Regions from separate parts of the Mus musculus genome. Here all the other regions are linked to region 3. A link is a contact called in public promoter capture Hi-C data. All regions are on one chromosome and are shown on one strand. Each heading gives the region's core, a stretch centred on a gene start, on an enhancer-like site or on the middle of the called end of the contact. The rest is flanking DNA. Distances are from core to core; before and after follow the strand shown. Region 1 holds the start of Bspry (B-box and SPRY domain containing). Region 2 holds the start of Hdhd3 (haloacid dehalogenase-like hydrolase domain containing 3). Region 3 holds the start of Ptbp3 (polypyrimidine tract binding protein 3).

Region 1 (2,700 bases), core at 146-2,645, 2.9 Mb before region 3:
GGCATGAAGGCTACTTTCAAGGTTTTCCATGAGGTCACTTCCTCTTCATAACCACTGAGATCAAAAAGTGGTTTCCTCTTGCCCGGTCAATGAATCTCCCCCTCTTAAACCCTGACTATTAAGAGTTACCATCCTCCTGTGGGCCCTTTTCCTCGTCTGAAAAACCTTAGTTAGAACCCACGCTTCAGCCTGGATGGAACTCGATGATAAGTATCTAAGTCCTTAGGAATTTGTAAAAGCCTTACCCATGATGCAAGCTGATTTATATCAACTTTTCTCAAGTCTATTTTCACCATCCCTGAGTAACTGAACTCCACCGGCCCCAGTTTCCAGGGAGGTGTGTTTATTACAATCTGGTTTGAGTAGGTGATGTCCCCAGCGACAGCTCTCAGTGCACAGCAGGGCTCGGTGCCAGGGTGGGGTTGGGAGAATTAAGCCATTTAATCAAATTGCAAGGAGTTCCCCAGGGGCCTCAGCTAAAATGAAAGGAAGACGACGGCTGCACCAAGGTGACTTGGCCTCCAATCTCAGCAGCTCAGGGAAAAGGATCAGGGTGTAACTGGAAAATGACCAGCCTAGAGCCACACTGAACCAAGAGATGAGGAGACCTTAGGAGATAGAGTGCCCTGCTATTCTTCCACCCTATCCATCACTTCAATTACAGTCTGGCCAGGTTGGAAGGGAACTGGATCCCTCACCAGGAAACCTGAAAGGGGGGAGAGGGTGACTCTAAGTCAAGAGGTTAGGGGGGGACTAAGTTTTTACGAGGTCAGCTATAACAATCACGTGGTGTTATGAATGCCTAGAAACTACTGGTGAGAGACACCAAGCTTGGATCAGTGACTCACAGGGAGGGGGCAGGATTCAAACTCCGATCCAGTTTACTCCAGAGGTCACACCTTTAACCACCTCCTTCTGCAAGGGAAGCCACAGAAAAGCCACTATCCCCCACCCACCCACCCCGGTCCCTGGTCCCTGCCAGTTCCCCCGCCCCAAGAAAGTTCCCGGCCCCACGCCCGCTTACTCTCAGCTCCTCCGCGTGCTCCTCCGCTCGACGGATGCGGTGCCGGTGACAGCGGCCGCCAAACCCGGCGCAGGTGGCGCATACCGGCCGTCGCTCCGAGAGGCAGAACCAGCTCAGAGGCTCGAAGTGCTCGGGGCACAACTGGCTCCGCTCGGACCCCTGCTTCGGTCCCCTCCTCAGTCCGGATCGCGGCCCCGGCTCCGGCCCGGACTCGGGTCTGGGCTCCGGTCCCGGTCCCGGCTTCGGCCGGGACTCCGGTCGGGACTCCGGTCCGGGCTCCGGTCCCGGCTCCGGCTCCGGCCCGGACTCGGACCCGGACTCCGTCCCGGAGACATCCGCGGACATGGCCGAGAGCCGGAGGCCGCGCGCTCCACCTGTCGCAGGTACCGAGGGCGTGGCCCTTCCAGGCCCCGCCCTCTCTGGCTTCGCCCCTCCCAGGCTGCGCCCGCGCGCTGACCCACACCACACTGGTTCCGCCTGCATCTGTAGGCTGTGGTTCTTTATAGGATTAAGTTGTGTTGTGTCAGAGTTTTAAAAACAAACAGCTGGGAGCTGGAGAGATGGCTCAGCGGTTAAGAGCGCCGACTGCTCTTCCGGAGGTCCCGAGTTCAAATCCCAGCAACCACATGGTGGCGCACAACCACCCGTAACGAAATCTGATGCCCTCTTCTGGTGTGTCTGAAGATAGCTACAGTGTATTTACATACATTAAATAAATGGATAAATCTTAAAAAGAAAAGAAATACCTCAAGATACGTGATGTGTTTGATTTAAAAAAAACAAAAAACAAAAAAAAAAACAACTGACATTCTAGTGCCTATACGAATCTTTAGTAAGCAGTTACGAAGTGTCAGATTTTTTGCTAAATGCATTAACAGCGTGTTTGAGGGGCAGCTTTAGGCATGTGTCTTAAATACAGGCTCATTTCTCAGCTGTGCTTGACTGTTAAAGGGGGTTGAGGCGATCTCACTCTCATACTTGGGTTGAGGAGTATATAAATGAAAGCACATGAAATGAGTCAGTTATGGTGACACAAATCTGTAATCCCAACACTTGGGAGATAGAAGTGGGAAGATCAGGAGTTCAAGGTCATCCTCAAACATATAAGGTTCGAGGCCAGCTGGGTTACGTAAGACTTTGTCTCAAAGACACATTAAAAAAACAAAACAAACAAATAAAACAAACAAACAAACAAACAAAACACAAAAAACCAAGCTGTGAGTGGTGGCATGTGCCTTTAATCCAAGCACTCAAGAGCCAGTAGCTGGGCTGGAGAGATGGCTCAGCGGTTAAGAGCACTGACTGCTCTTCCGAAGGTCCCAAGTTCAAATCCTAGCAACTACATGGTGGCTCACAACCATCTGTAATGAGATCTGACACCCTCGTCTGGTGTGTCTGAAGACAGCTACAGTGAACTTACATATAATAAATAAGTCTTTAAAAAAAAAAAGAGGCAGAAGCTGATGGATTTCTGTGAGTTAGAGGCAGCCTGGTTTTACATAGCGAGTTCCAGGCCACCAGGACAGCCAGAGCTACAGAGGGAGATAGTCTTAAAACAAAACAAAGCAAAAAAGAAAAGTTATGAACAGTGTCAGGCACACAGCAGCTGCTCAGTGCTAACAGCAAAAGGAAAAACACTTATGACAATTTTTATCACATTTATTTATTTAGAGAGA
Region 2 (2,779 bases), core at 224-2,723, 3.0 Mb before region 3:
TCTCCTGAAAAGAATCTTCTTAAATGCTCAAAGAGGTTTTCTGTGTGATCTGACTTGATATCAACCATCTGTCACTGTGCCAACAGCACATGGAGAGACCTACCAAATGGCAGCTGACATTGATTATCTTGGAAATCTACTTAAAGCTAGCCTGGATTCTAGCTTTACTAAGTTACTCGTGTCTAGTCTCCAGGGTGGCAGAGTTGGAATCAGAACCTACAGGCTTAGGTTTGAGGTGACCCTGAAAAGAGATACAGTCAGGGATTCCAGGATTCTCTGAAGAACAGGTGGGCCTCTGATGTCCTGGCTATCCTTTCTACCTCCATTTCTGAGGAGCAAGCTTGTTCGGCAAAACCAGTCTGGCAGGTGAGCTGACTGCTCTGTGACTTTGCACTTTGCTTTCTGAGGCCCAGGGAGAGGGAGTTGAGTCCATCTAAAGTCCACAGAGCCAGGAGATAACAGAAGATGTTTTAAGAGGGTACCTGTGGGGGAGGGGAAGAAAAGAGCAGAGGGAAGCCCTCCTGCCCCTGCCCCCCAGCCAATTCCTTGGCAGCACTTACAGCTCATTTCCGTTATGAACTTGGTTTTTGCCTGATCCTCCCATGTTCGCGTAGGCAGGAAACTGACATTTTCCTGCTCTATCCACGCGTCAGACACAGAATACAGGTGCTTACTTGGCACCTCACGAATCAACTAGGTTGAGAGGAAAGCTTTGCTTTTTTGCTTTCAACGGTACTTTTGAATATAAACGTGTATTTCAGTTATGAAAACCGCATTTAAAGGGAAACTCTTCTTTCCTTTAAATGTTTGTTTGTTTTTTGTTTTTTGTTTTTTTACAGAGAGAAACTAGGTTAGACAGACACGGCGGTGGCACGCCCATTATCCCAGCACTTGGGAGGCTGAGGCAGGAAGATGCTCAGGACCCGTTTGCCTGCATAGTGAGACCCTATCTTAAAACCAAGTGTCTAGGTTATTGCAGTCAACAAACTGTGTGTGTGAGACAAGAAGTTCCCTTCTAGAACCAACTGGGGTCTCTCAGAACAGAAAGGGACAGAGCCTTGCTGGAGTCCTCACTGCGTTTGGGGAGCCGGCCTGAGCCCTAACCCCACTCCCCGCCATTGCCATTCCCAAGTTAGTCTAGGTCCCCTAAGTGTCTCCATCCCACGGAGGCGGGGGCCGGGGGATAGAGATGAGAAGCAAAGAGAACACCTGGGTTGTGATAATGAGTATAAGGGCAGTGGGGAGGAACGTGATGAGGGGTGAGACAGTGACCTTAAGAAGCCAGGGGACGGTGAGAGGGCGTGAGACAGGGAGCAGGGAAGCTACGGGGTAACCTAAGGGACAAGAGGCCCAAGACTCAGCGTGGCGAGTGACGGGCGCGAGGGAGGAGCTTGGTGACGCCTAGAGTGGGGCGGGGCGAGAATCAATGGCAAGTCCGAGGGTCGCGAGCTACTGATCGCCTACATAGAGCCGGTGGAGCAGCCGCTGCGTCTCAGGTCTCTTTTCCCGAGCCAGGTGGGTGCGGAGGCCCGGGGCTGGGTGGAGGGTGCTAAACCGTGGGAATCCGTGCAGTCGAGCTGGGGACGCTGGAGGCCAGCCAGCAGTGGACTTGGCCCCGGAGGCTCCAGTCTCGCGTCCCGCTGCTTTTAGGGTAGTCAGTCCTGCAGCGGAGCCCCAGCCCCGCTATGACTTTTGTCCTGAGACATCCAGAGGACTTTCGGAACCAGTCTGGTTCCTGGCTGGGCCTCAGCCTACCTACCTGCTCGATGAGAGCCCTTTTAAAGTTGTCTCACTATTTCGAGCTGACTTAAATCTCTTCTTTGTCACATTTCTTTACGCGCCCCGCCCCCACACCCCTCCTCACCTCTGTTTTGTTTGGCTGCATTCTGAATGAACCCCGGACCCCACAGATTGAAAGACACAGCTAAGCAGTCCCCTCTGTCTGGAGACAAACCTGCAATCAGTCTCTGACTCCAGGCAGAGAACTGACAGTTGGGTATTTGGCACTAATAACTCCAGGGAGAACTTGCAGCTCAGAGCCAAGTTGGAACGGACTGTCTTCTGTCCCACTCTTCCCAGGCTCAACATAATCCAACTTTTAAAAGAATATAAACATGGGTAAGCAAAGGCAGCCCTGGCTAGAGTCTGGACATTTGGGTTCTAATCCAGGCTGTTGGCAGGTTCACAGCCCCTCTCTGGTTCCACCAGCTCCTCACCAGTTATGTTGTTGGTCAGAGTCTCCAGGAACCTTTCTCTTTTTTGACATTACTAGTAATTTTTTTAAATGAAGCCAAGTTGGAAATTTTATTAATAACATTTTAATGCAGGATTAAGCATGAGGGTTAGGGGGGAAAGAAGGACTCTGAGGAAAGTCAAGCATACTCAAATATAAATATGGGTTTCTTAAACAAGGGCACCATTTTCTAATAATTGTAAAAGGGTCATGGGCTGGAGAGATGGCCCAGAAGTTAATAGCACTGCTGTTCTTCCAGAGGACCCAGGTTCGATTCCCAGCACCCATGTGACAGCTCACAAATGTCTGAAATTCCAGTTCCAGGGCATTTGACACCTTCTTCTGGCTTCACAGGCACCAGGCGTGACGGAGGTGCACTTATATACATGGAGGCAAAACCACATACAGATAATGGCAGGCATAACTGCTTCCTGACTTTGACCTACAGGGCTATGCACCTGAGCTCAGCTCTGCCCAGAGCACTAGACTTTGCCCAGCCTCAAGGAAGTTTATATATATTTTTTCTGTATGTTCTTTCCTCGGGAT
Region 3 (3,005 bases), core at 68-2,567:
CTTTATTTTTCTGTGACCTAGGATGGCCTGAAACATACTATGTAGCTCAAGGTAGCCTTAAACTCAGGTAGGAATTATAGGCACAGTTATGTGCCTATATACCAAGTTGCTATTTTAAAATCCCATGTGGCAATGTAGGGTGGAAATGTTTCTAAACTTAATGTTTAGATTTAACATACAAAATGTTTTTTGACATCTTCTTGAAAAGGGGAACTGAAATTTCTTTAAAAATGACCTTCCTGAATTGCAAGCTGGTTATACTTTTTTTTTTTTTTTTTTTTAAAGAAGTGTCTACTTATTTTAAAGTAGGTAATCAGGAAAGAGATTGAAGTTGTTACTTCCTTTGAAATGGTGTGGGCAGACTTTGAAGACATGGCTTAAATGGCTCAAATTTCAATGATCTGTGAATTGAAAAAGCATTCCGTTCGTTCAGAAGTAGATGTGCTTTGAAAGAGGGGGAACGTGTGTTCTCACTAGTTATACACATTATATGTACTAAATAGCTGTTTTACGTTTTACGTGTAACTTGGTTTTGCTCATACTAGAGGAAAGGGTTTTGGTGCAAACAAAACATTTTCTGGCTGTGAAATTTCGGAGATCTCTCGCGTACCTGGGAAAACATTAATCCTTTCCAATCAGGCTCCCCCAGCCCCGCCCCGCGGAAGGATGAATAAATAAACTTATAAAATACTGGCATTGTAATGGCCATTAAATAGCTATGCAATGAAAGTTTCTTTTAGTATTTGATTGTTGGGTAGAAAAGCACTCAGATTAAAACCGTGTGAAAGTGAAGATGGACTTCAGTCCTGGGCAGTCTCATCTACTTCATTTCTTTCCCAACCACACCTATCCGTCCAGTGCAGGTCTCGGAGGTCAGGGTCTGGCGGACAGGCTACCGTCGCTGCTCTCAGGTCCGGAAAGACCACTGTCCACCCCTGCCCCGTGGACGTCGCGCGGGTCCCCTGCCGTGCTGCCAGCAGTGTCGCCCGCCAGTAGTAACTCTGCTCTGCTTCAAAAGTTCCCTGGGGTCCCCAGGCTTTTCTAGCCAGCACCGTTCAGGGCCCTAAGCCTGAGTCCCGGGAGCCGGAAGGCCCGCGGGCTTGTAGGAGGGCGAGTCGCGAAGCGGGAAGCACAAGGCGCGCGTTCCCGCGAACGCAGGCGCGACGCTGGGCGGGGGGCGCGCACGCGCGCGGAGGCATGGGCGGGGGTGGTGGTGTCGGGGCGGGGCAAAGAGGCGAAGGCGGGAAGAGGGCGCCCTGGAGTCCAGCCGAGCCCCGGGAGGGCGTCGACGCCGAGGGGGCGGGGCCAGGCGAGGCGGGAACGCGCTCGCGGGCCGGGAGGGCGGGGGCGCGGCGCTGGCGAGAGCGTGCCCGGTCCCCGCCCCTGTTTCCCACTCTTCCTTCCACCTCTGACCGGCCGGAGCTGCGGAGCGGCTCCGCTCGCTGGTTTCCCGGAGCCGCCGCCCGCTTTCTCCGCCCGCGGTGAGCCCGTCAATCCCCGCACAACGCGCTCCTCCATCTGGGCCATGGATGGGTAAGTGCCGGGTGGCCGTTCCGGGGCTGCGCTGGCCTCGTTTCCTCTCGGCGACGCGTCCCGCCGAGGCCGGGGAGCAGGGCGCGACGCCGGCTAGCGGAGGAGCGGCCCGGGGCTAAGCCCGACGGCAGGGACCTTGGGAGCGCGGGGGTCTGTCCGCCGCGGTCTCCGCTTCCTGCGCGCGGCGCCCCCGTCACGTCCGCCCCTCGCAGCCTCGGGGCGCCTTCGGGAAGCAGAGACGAGCCAGGGCCGGGGTGCCGGGCCGGACTCCCCACACTTCCTCTCAGAAAATGGTGCGCGGCGCTGGCGGGGGCGGAGGCTGAGGCGGCCGCGGCGCTCGGGGAGTTGCTGTTTACCGGTGGGGTGGGGCGCGCGGCGGAGCTTTCCCCCGGCGGCGGGCCCGGGCGAGCGGCGACAGCCGTCTGGGCGGCGACCGGGTCTCGAACTGCGGGCCCGTGCGGGTCTCGGAACCGGCGGGGTCTCCCGATTTGGGCTGTGAGATACGTTAACCACTTCTAAATACCGAGCGTCTGCACTTTATCACCAGGGACGCTTCCTCTTCGTTCCCCACCCCCAAGAAACTTCGTGAATTCGCCTCGGGCGATGTCAGATATTGTGTAAGTGTAGATTTCCGGGCGCTTTCAACTGCTCGGTTTAAATGGGGTCTGTGACTAAAAGGGGGAAAAAAAAAAGAAAAAAGAAAAAAAAAAAAAGATTTACAGTCACCTTTTCCGAGCTCGTAATTTCTCTGGGAACTCTGGAACATGGGGCAGGACCTGATGTATTTTAATAAAAAGCGTGAATTGAGGGTCATATAGTCAAGATTAAAAAAAACCACCAACAACTCCAAGTCAATTAGAAATTCCACCTTTTATTTATTTAAACCTTTGCCGTTTGAGTTGTTCCTTAACCCCCTCCCCCGCCGACTTTTGTTGACAAGGATTCTATAAACTGCGGAATGGTGGAGCATATAACTTGTTTGAAAAGTAAAATACATTTAGTAACTTGCCGCGTAGTTGATCATACGTGTTTAAGTGAGGACACTAGAATTTTACAATTTTTGCCCTCGTTAGGTTTCGTTTATCTTAATTTCACAATATTGTGATATATGGTTTATCTCATTTGAATGCAGATTGCACACTGCTGCAGATATCAAAGTGCAATTTTAGATTTTGATTTATGGTTGTGATGCTCTTTAAAGTATTTTTATTTAATGGGAGCTACTTTGCGAGCGAACGCTTCACCTTGAGCATTGGCTTCTCATTACCCGACTCTGATTCATTTTACGTGTGAAATAACTTTCAGTGATTTATGCCATAAGTGCCATTATATCAGTTCAGGAAGGGCTATGAAGTGTTCGTCTTCAGAAGGTTCAACTTCGGGTGTGGGGAAACAAGTTAGCTTTTTGTGTGGTGAGATTTAAAGGGCTTGACTGTTCGCTTCTTCACTGTGAAGTGCAAGCTCCTCCCCCA

The links. Promoter capture Hi-C pulls out the DNA fragments that hold promoters and counts their contacts.
Region 1: a contact with region 3 is called in a promoter capture Hi-C map of liver, with 4 times the contacts expected there. The contact joins the promoter of Bspry here to the promoter of Ptbp3 in region 3.
Region 2: a promoter capture Hi-C map of liver shows a contact between it and region 3, with 5 times the contacts expected there. The contact joins the promoter of Hdhd3 here to the promoter of Ptbp3 in region 3. A contact is called at or near these places in 2 of 39 promoter capture datasets (both in liver) and 1 of 115 datasets of contacts at active chromatin or transcription factors (astrocytes).

What each region holds. Positions count from the first base shown.
Region 1 is chr4:62,478,762-62,481,461 of GRCm38.p6, reverse strand. It overlaps Bspry (B-box and SPRY domain containing), which reads right to left and starts at 1,395. Exons shown (of 7, transcript NM_138653.1): 1 at 1,025-1,395. The coding sequence starts at 1,369.
Region 2 is chr4:62,500,894-62,503,672 of GRCm38.p6, reverse strand. It overlaps Hdhd3 (haloacid dehalogenase-like hydrolase domain containing 3), which reads left to right and starts at 1,473. Exons shown (of 2, transcript NM_024257.1): 1 at 1,473-1,515.
Region 3 is chr4:59,547,676-59,550,680 of GRCm38.p6, reverse strand. Ptbp3 (polypyrimidine tract binding protein 3) reads left to right here and starts at 1,317. Exons shown (of 14, transcript NM_178164.3): 1 at 1,317-1,533.